Linked DNA regions of Dromaius novaehollandiae: region 1 is linked to region 2. The links are chromatin contacts, called in public Hi-C maps. All regions are on one chromosome and are shown on one strand. The core of a region is the stretch at or near the end of the contact, and the rest is flanking DNA. Distances in the headings are between cores, read along the strand shown.

What was found. Hi-C and Micro-C count contacts between places; a contact is called where the count stands out from the background.
Region 1: a Hi-C map of ovary shows a contact between it and region 2, with 4 times the contacts expected there. The contact joins the enhancer-like site here to the promoter of FAM181B in region 2. A contact is called at or near these places in 3 of 4 Hi-C or Micro-C datasets (brain, liver and ovary).

What each region holds. Positions count from the first base shown.
Region 1 is chr1:210,804,301-210,808,381 of bDroNov1.hap1, forward strand. All of the region lies in intron 1 of PRCP (prolylcarboxypeptidase), which reads right to left. Among named protein-coding and RNA genes, the nearest start is that of PRCP, 11 kb to the right of the region's middle. Within about 2 kb of position 1,796, at least 1 of the 2 cell types and tissues checked has open chromatin away from gene starts, as enhancers often do.
Region 2 is chr1:210,756,682-210,761,060 of bDroNov1.hap1, forward strand. It overlaps FAM181B (family with sequence similarity 181 member B), which reads right to left and starts at 1,377. Exons shown (of 1, transcript XM_064505161.1): 1 at 1-1,377. The coding sequence starts at 1,269. The coding sequence ends at 220. LOC135330587 (a long non-coding RNA gene) reads left to right here and starts at 3,900. Exons shown (of 4, transcript XR_010392553.1): 1 at 3,900-4,170; 2 at 4,265-4,379.

The DNA of each region.
Region 1 (4,081 bases), core at 546-3,045, 48 kb after region 2:
GACACATAACATGACTAGAAAATAAAACCTAACATTTCTAAAGCAGAGAGAGAAAGATGTCCCAGGTACCAGTTATTGACAAGAAACCTGAAGAATTTCTGAATCTGGAGGATCAATATGCAGTTTGGAAGTGTCCCAAGGAGTATCTCCTCACCAGAGAGATATGTTTGAAAACTTGCAAAGGCAGACTGAATAACCACAAGAAGCAACATAAAATTGTAAAGTGAAATGTTTTGATACAAAGGGAAAGCTGCAGTCCAAGAACAGCAGATGGAGCTGTCATCTAGCCACACCACACTGCAGGAAGCTACAGGGCTCCCGCAGGGGAGCTACCTGTTCTCATTCAAAAAGTGGTTTCTTTTGCTGTGTGTTACAGAATGGATACACAAGTAAATGCCATCATGTGTTGATCTACATTTTACAATTCAAGTCACTCAGATTTTTTTTTAAAATCAGATTTTATTAAGAAGTTGAACCAGAAAATATCTTTTCCACTCTTATGCAAAAGCAATAAGACAAGAACACCTACTTTTGCAACCAAACTGACTGAGATAGAACAGACTAACAGCAAAAGAAGAAAACAGTTTAATACACATTACAATAGTGTAACTGCTGGTTAAGAGTAACACTGATAAAAGCATATTAGCATATATAAGGTGTTTGATAGTTACAGTTACCACCAGGATGAGATTACATGTCAATAGCAAATGCCAGGTCCTCTGCCAGTTGGCCTTTGAGTGAGAGGTTAGACCAGATGACATGCAGAGATCCCTTCCAAACTATAATATTCTAAGATTAATCTAAAACAGTTATACCACCACAAAGTTTTAAGCTTCCATAAACAGTGCTACCTAGCAGAATGGTTAGAAATAAGAATACAATCATCAGCAGCAGCAATACAAACCATATCCTCAGAACTACAGTAGCATTTTAAAAATGCAACTCTGACACACACACAATGGTAGTTCTGACACAGATTCAGTCATCCATAATTTTGACAGTACCATTCTAAAAGGGAGGATAAATATAACAAAAGAAGGAGTACTGGAAGTAAGAAGTTATAAATAAGTTTAAGACATACTTTTCTAAACTGAGATGGGCAGGACAGGAATAGTTTGGAGAGCTGCAGCCCTAAGACAAAGAAAGCAAGCAACAAACTTTTTTCCATGAACAAAAAAAAAAATCATTATTAAGAAAAGGGGTCATCTTTTCTTTTTGCCTATAGCTTTGATTCAAAAGCCTCACAAAACATTTGGGGAAAATACCTATGTATAAATAACAGATTGCTCAGGAGGCAGACAACTCTATATGGAAGACCGCACTCACTTAAAGCACAGCCACAGCTGCTGAGAACTGCACGCACTGAACTTGATTAAAAACACAGGTAAGCAGCACAAGTCATTTTGTCCAAGAGGCTGCTGACACCCCAGGTTCAAGTCAGCAGCTTTGCTGTTTTAGCTCAGAGGAACTTTCTATAACGAAGTACAGCTCATTTGCTCAAGATGAGGAGCCTTCTCTGGATCGGTCCACTGAGCAAACCCTCATTGCAAGGAAGGGCCACAGCCTACCTCATTGCCTTCCTCTCTAAAAACAAGGCACATTTCTTTGACTTTACCTTATATGTACATGTGTATCACGTGCTTATGCTAAGCTGTCAGCGATAATTTGTCTCTGTGGGTTTTTTTTGTGCGGTTTTTTGTTTTGTTTTAAATGGACTTCCCAAACTAGCTGCTCTGCTACACACTCGCCCCTGAGGAGCAGATGAAAAAACAAATGTACAACAGATGTTAATGTACAGATGTTAATCTGCTTAATATACTCCTGGAAGTATTCAGAAACTACAGGAATGAGTGAAGTATAAAGACAAAACAGGACAAGGGGCTAAAAAAGCACTTCCTCCTCAGCAGCACCTTAAGATCATTAATGACCACAGAGTCAGGACAGCTAAGCTAAGCTTCCTCCAAAAGAGATTACATTTCATAGGGTAGCTTCTAACAAAAAGCTGCGGGAATTTTTTTTCCCCCCCCACTCTTGAGTTTCTGGCAAGACTGCAAGCTTCTGAAAGCGCTTCTGTCAGGTCTTGCATTCCAGTTCTCTAATAGCTTTATTTTCACAAGCTTGGATATTCTATGCAAAATCAAATCACTTAGTTGTTTACCACTGAGAAGCCAGAGGATTTTAAGAGATTTCCCCCCTCCGAGCACTCATGGAGCTGTTTTGAGTGCTCATCCTGTCTGAATTATTTCCTCAGGATAGGAAGATACAGGATAGTCTGAGGATATCCTCTGGCCATGAACAGCAGTGGGGCACAAGCCTCTTTGGGATTTCAGTGATGTGTTTCTATTCCTGGCTTTACTCTTAACAGGCTGTAGGACTCTAGTCCAATTAGTTGGCCCTATCACTTTTGTTTCCTCTTAAAATCTTTGTTTCTTCTTTTTAAGTTATAAGCTTATGAGAGCAGAGATGGCCTTGCCATCCCTGTACAGCACAATATTCAAGGAGGTCCCAAATTTGTTAAGAGTACTACTAAAAATGTATACTCACATGCTATTTACCTCTTTGTGGCAGCAGATACATGGAATCAGGAATGAAAGCTAAAGACGGTCGACTAAAAAAAAAAAAAATGCCTCCCTCCCTGACATTATTCTTGTTTCTGCATTTTCCCCTGTTGCACATATGAGTATTATGGCCTCCCAGGACTGATCTTTTGTTTCATCTCACTGACAGCTGCAAATATTCTCTGACAATACCTGACAATTTACTGGCTTAAATATGAAGGTTAGCTTTACTTTTCACCTTTTCCATTTTAAAGGCATGGAATCAGGTATTCTGCAAGTATTTAGCAATTGGATTCTCCATTCTTTTCTTGAGAGGCTGGTACTTGTGCATGGGACAGCAGAAATACATAATCATTTGATGGTTTATGGAAGAGTAAGGAGATGAAAAGTATACCTTGCTGCATCTGGCTACATGAACTCACTACCTTGAAAGTCCTACACCAAAGTAGAAAGGAAAAAACTGAATTCAGGGACAGAATCTTGATGTCATTGAAAAGTTTAAAACTCCCCACAACAGTGGGGCAGTTCAGAGGTTTTGATCATTAGATTTACTTCATTAATCCATCATGTTTAACAAAATACACAGACACAACAATACTTGGTTTTTTGTATATTAACTGATACTAACTTCCATCCAACTGGTGATGCTCTAGAACAACAGCTACCAATTCTTCTCCAGCTGCCAAATGAGCTCCCTGAACAAGCTTATTATTTACACCAAAATGAATGTAGGCTTTAGTGCCTCATCATGGGAACACCTCATGACTATGTTTTCATCAACACATTGGCCTTCTACTACAACAATGCTTCATGTTTTTACTGAAGCTTCTTTTATGCTGCAGAAACCATGTCATCTGCTCTAAGGAGGCTGTAACCGTTTAAGGAAGTCTGTTTTTAGCACTCTATTATTGCAGTGATTAAAAAGCACTGACAAGGAAAACCTCAGACATGATCTCTACTATTGCTGCGTATCATACAGTTTGGTCAGGCATTTCAAAGAAAGACTGAAAAACGTTTGAACAGCTATGCTGTAGGAAAGCAGCAGGTTCTAGTCATGTCAGGCCTTGTTAGAAACAAGTCCCTTCCCACACAGTACATGAAGAAAGGTTATTTCTATGTTGAAAACCTAAACTAAAGAGAATACAAAGAACAAGTTGTTTTTGAAGGCCAAGCTGTTAACAGTTTTGTGCTGTAATTGAAACTCCAGATTCTCCTTACCATGCAAGATAAAGCTCAATGTGCCTATGGACTTTAGAACTTCAGTAAAAAATCCTCCAGTAGTCACAGTAAGCTCATAACTCCTCATTACAATTTCTGCAGTTGGAAGGACAGTCAAAGGTGCCAGCCCTCCCAAAATTTTCTGTCCCACAGATGAGGGTGGCAAAGCTCCAGTACAAGGGAGAACATGTGTGATCAAACCAGGAGATGACAAGAATCACTTCTATCAGCTTTACTGCTGACACTGCATTAAACAGTTTCCAATTTCATTGCTACCCTGCTCTACTCCAAGCAATGGGTGGGCT
Region 2 (4,379 bases), core at 127-2,626:
CCGGCGCAGCGCTGAGGCCAGGCGGCCGCCGCGCAAAACCAGGCCCGGCGCAGCGCTGAGGCCAGGCGGCCGCCGCGCAAAACCAGGCCCCCGCGCAGCGCTGAGGCGAGGCGGCCGCCGCGCAAAACCAGGCCCGGCGCAGCGCTGAGGCCAGGCGGCCGCCGCGCACGCCTCAGAGCAGCGGACATTCCGCGGCCGCCCGCCCGCCCGCCGCAGGCCCTACAGCGCCGGGAAGGCCGCGCGGTGGTAGCCGGCGCCGTAGTCGTAGGGCACCTGCGGCGGCGGCAGGGGGCACTCGGGGAAGAAGGGGCCGAAGGGCGCCGCCAGCGGCCCGCCCGGCTCCTCGGCGGCGGGCGGCTCGGCGGCCGCGTAGAGCGGCGGCGCGGCGGCGGCGGGCAGCGGGCGCAGCGCCTCGGGCGGCGCCTTCTTGGGCGGGCTCCAGGGCGGCTCGGGGTAGAGCAGCCCGCCGAGCAGCGGGTGCGGGCCGGCGGGCAGCGCCGCCGCCGCCTCGTAGAGGCCGTGCTCGAGGCCCAGCTCGGCGGGCAGGCGGCCGGCGAAGGCGTCCTGCGCGGCGGCGTGCTCGGGCAGCAGCGCGCCGTACTCGGGGCCCAGCAGCTCCAGGAACTCGGCCGCCTCCGCGCCCTTCTCGGGCTCCTTGGGGCCCGGCGGCGGCGCGGCGCGGGCGGCGGCCGGCAGCGCCGGCTCCGTGAAGAAGGAGGGCGGCAGGTTGCGGTCGCGCAGCGGCACCTTCCGCGCCCCCCCGCCGCCGCCGCCGCCCTCGCCGCCGCCGCCCGCCGCGCCGCGCCGCGCCCCGCCGCCCGCCTGGTGCAGCGAGTCGAAGAGCGCGGCCAGGCTGCGGCTCTGCAGGCTGCTGGCCGCCTGCGAGGCCTCCCGCCGCGCCGCCGGCTTGCCGGGGCCGCCGGGGCAGGGCGCGGGGGGCGGCGGGCGGCCGCGGGCCGGCTCGGGCGCGGCGGCGGCGGCGGGCGGCGCGGCGATGATGCCGGTGCAGCGCTTGATCTGCTTCTGCAGGTACTTCCTGTGGTTCACCTTGCGCTTGGACTTCACCGGCTTGTCCAGCGCCAGCTTGATGTTGCTGGAGGCCGAGTCGATGAAGCTCAGCAGGTCCCGGGTGGCCTCCCTCAAGTCCGCCGCGTCGCCGCCGCCCTCGTAGCCCTTCTCCAGGTCGGCGTAGCCCAGGAGGCCGCCGCCGGCGGGGAAGCAGAGGGAGAGCAGGTGGTGCGGGCTCAGCAGCGCGGCTTGCACGGCCATGGCCGGCGGCGGGGCGCCGCCGGCGCCGAGCTCCGCAGGGCTGCGCGGGGCGGGCGGCGGCGGCGGGGAAAAGGCGGCGGGCGGAGGAGGAGGAGGAGGGAGCAGGAGGGGGAGGAGGAGGGCTCAGGCGCGGGGCTGGCCCGGCCCGGCCCTCCCCGCCTCCCCGCCGCGGCCGGGGGCGGGCGCCCCTCACTGCTCCGCTCCCCTCCGCTCCCCCGCGCCCGGCTGGGGGCTGGCGAGGGGGTACCGGATCCTCCCGGGGCAGGTACCGATTCCCCGGGGGAGGTACCGATCTCCCGGGAAGGTACCGATCCCCCGGGGCAGGTACCGATCCCCGAGGCAGGTACCGATTCCCCGGGGGAGGTACCGATCTCCCCGGGGCAGGTACCAGATCCCTGGGGCAGGTATCGGATGCCCCCGAGGCAGGTACTGGGTCCCCGGGGCGGGTACTGATCCCCCCGGGGTAGGTAGCGGATCCCCGGGATAGGTAGCGGATGCCCCCAGGGCGGGTACCAGATCCTAAGGGCAGGTACTGGATCCCCCCGGGGCAGGTACTGACCCCGCAGTGGAGGCATTCGTCCCCCAGGACAGGTACCAGATTCCCACCCCATCAGGACAGGAACACTCCCCCCCAGACCTGACACACAACGCCCCAGGCAGGACACACAGCCCCCCTCCCGGGCCAGATGTGCAGCCACAGCTGGACTCAATACATAGTCCCTGCAGGCCAAGTAGCTCTCCTGGACCAGATCCCAGCCCCTGCACCAGACAGCTTCCCACGCACCCCCCGGGAGCAGCAATGTGCCCCCCTCCCCACGCCAGATCCCCAGCTCCCAGAGCTTCCCGAAACGCCCCTGCATCCGGATCAACTCCAGCAGCGGCAGATGCGCCGCTGGATCTAACCACGGGCACCTGGAAAGGCAGGCTCACCGTGGTGGCAGCCAGCACCAGAGCACAGCGCGAGGCTCAGCTCGCAGTAACTTTTTCTTCCGAGCGCATTGTTATGCACGGTACTTCGGATGTCGTGTTTTCCCAGTCCAGTCAGGTCCTGAGAAAATCCAACACTGTAATCCAGCAGAGATTTTAACTGAACCATTTGCATGTGTTTAGCAAAGCAGATGTACAAATCTTCCATATGGGAGGTAGAAAAATTACCTCCCTGCTACTGAATACCACTGATAACAGTTCCTGAAGGTACTGTCCTGCCTCTTTTGGGGAAAAAAATGGTTAATTTTCCCTTAGAAAACTTTTACATGTATTTCTACTAATATGGAGCAGCACTCATCTCAACCCTTTGAGCTCCAGGTTTATTTTTAATGATTTTATATGCCCAAATATGAATAAAGACATATCTGGTTCTGTCTGAAATAGATACTGAGTTCTCCTGGTCAGCATTGACTCATTAGAAGCACTGTAGTATTATGCCAGAAGGAAAAAGCAGGGAAAAAAAATGAGGTTTTGCAAGGGGTTTCACCCGCGTGCGACCCAATTTGCACACGCGAGTCACAGCAGTAGTCAAAGGCTCCGGGTGACGGTGGCAGACGGCGCCTCGCTGTCCCCGTCCCTGTCCCGGCCTTGGCGCCCGCACACACGGGACGCACCGCGCCTGGGGTTCGTGGCGCCGTCCGTGCTCTCCTGGAGGTCTCCAGCGTCTCCTTTGGGCATTTACTCCGAGCGCAACCGCGTAATTGAAGCCAAAGCCTGGTAGGTAGCAGGCTGTGGGAAATTCGTACATCTGGCTGTAGAAGAATGAAATTTCTCCCCGAGGGGCGGATTTAAATGATTTAGCTGGAGTGCAGCTCATGCTGGTTATCTACCCGAGCTTTTACCCGTGGGTCCCGTGAAGCCCTGTCAAGCCTTGCAGCCTGCTCTGAGTTCTCCCAATGTGAAATGTGAAGAAAAACCTGTCTCTTCAGTTCTGCATCCTCTTTGAGACCACTCTGAGTTGCACAAGGCCCTGGAAAGCGAGCCTCACACCCTGTCCTGGAAGTGCAGCTGGCCTGGAACCATTTCCTATCTGACCAACCCCAAACCATCCTGAAATACCACGGGCACCTCAGTTGTAGTTGGTAGCTGCCTCAGCATTATACTAGTGATATTTCATAGCCTCTCGAAAGGGGGTTGCTAATGAGTCTGGGTGGCATTATATGCGGAGTGGCTAAATATCCGGTGGCTTAGAGAAAAAAGCTGCAAGCCCTGGCGTCTGTTCTCTAAGGCTGAATTCATTCAATTAAACAGCTTTGAGAGCTCAGATACGCTTTAGTGGGAGACTTTATTACCTCCTAAAAATTGGAGAGTATTAAAACAATTGTCAGGCCTGCAAACTGAAGTTTGCATTCAGTTGTGCTAAGCAGCCAAATTTACATATTCTAGGCCAGATTTAGAGTTTTAGAAAGCCTTCATAATTGCATTAAACATGCTCATTCTCTGTGTTCTTTCAAGCAGAGCTGATTACCCCAAGTTGAGCAATGCCTGGAGGGAAATTTGCTTAGCCACATGATGTCAACAACTTGCAAGGAGCTAATTTTTTTCAAGGAAATCACAGTTTGGTCATTCCTGCAAAATGTCTCTCTTTCCCAGCAGTTGTACGAGCCAGTGCCTGTCTTACGCCTGTGCTTTTTTCAGGATTGCTCTGGATAGCTCAGCCCAAGCGCGGTGGCTCTCCCGCGCAGCCTGCAGTCCCATCCGACTCATGCCAAGGTCCGCTGTGAGGGAAGGGGTGACGTTTGCTCTGCGGGTTTGGATTGCAGTGCCGGAACAACCACAACTCCTTGCAAATGTTTGGATTAGACATCCTGATCCATCCGGCCTCTTCCCAACACCAAAACAGGCTGGATGACCCAGCAGCAGCGTTCCCACAGCCCGTGCCTCCCTCCCACGGGGCAGCACTCAGGGCGCCGGGTAAGGGGCAAGCATCTCTACTAGTAATTTTTTGCTTTCCTTTGTGTAGGAAATGTATCTGGGTTTGTTTATTTTATTGTCTATCTTCACGTAGGAAGCAGCAGCAGCTTGCCCCGCTCTGCGGTTAAACCCAAGGCTTTCCAGAAATACGCCTGTGGCTTCGGACTCAGCTTTGGGAGGTGGCACCAAGGCACATTCACGCTGCGAGC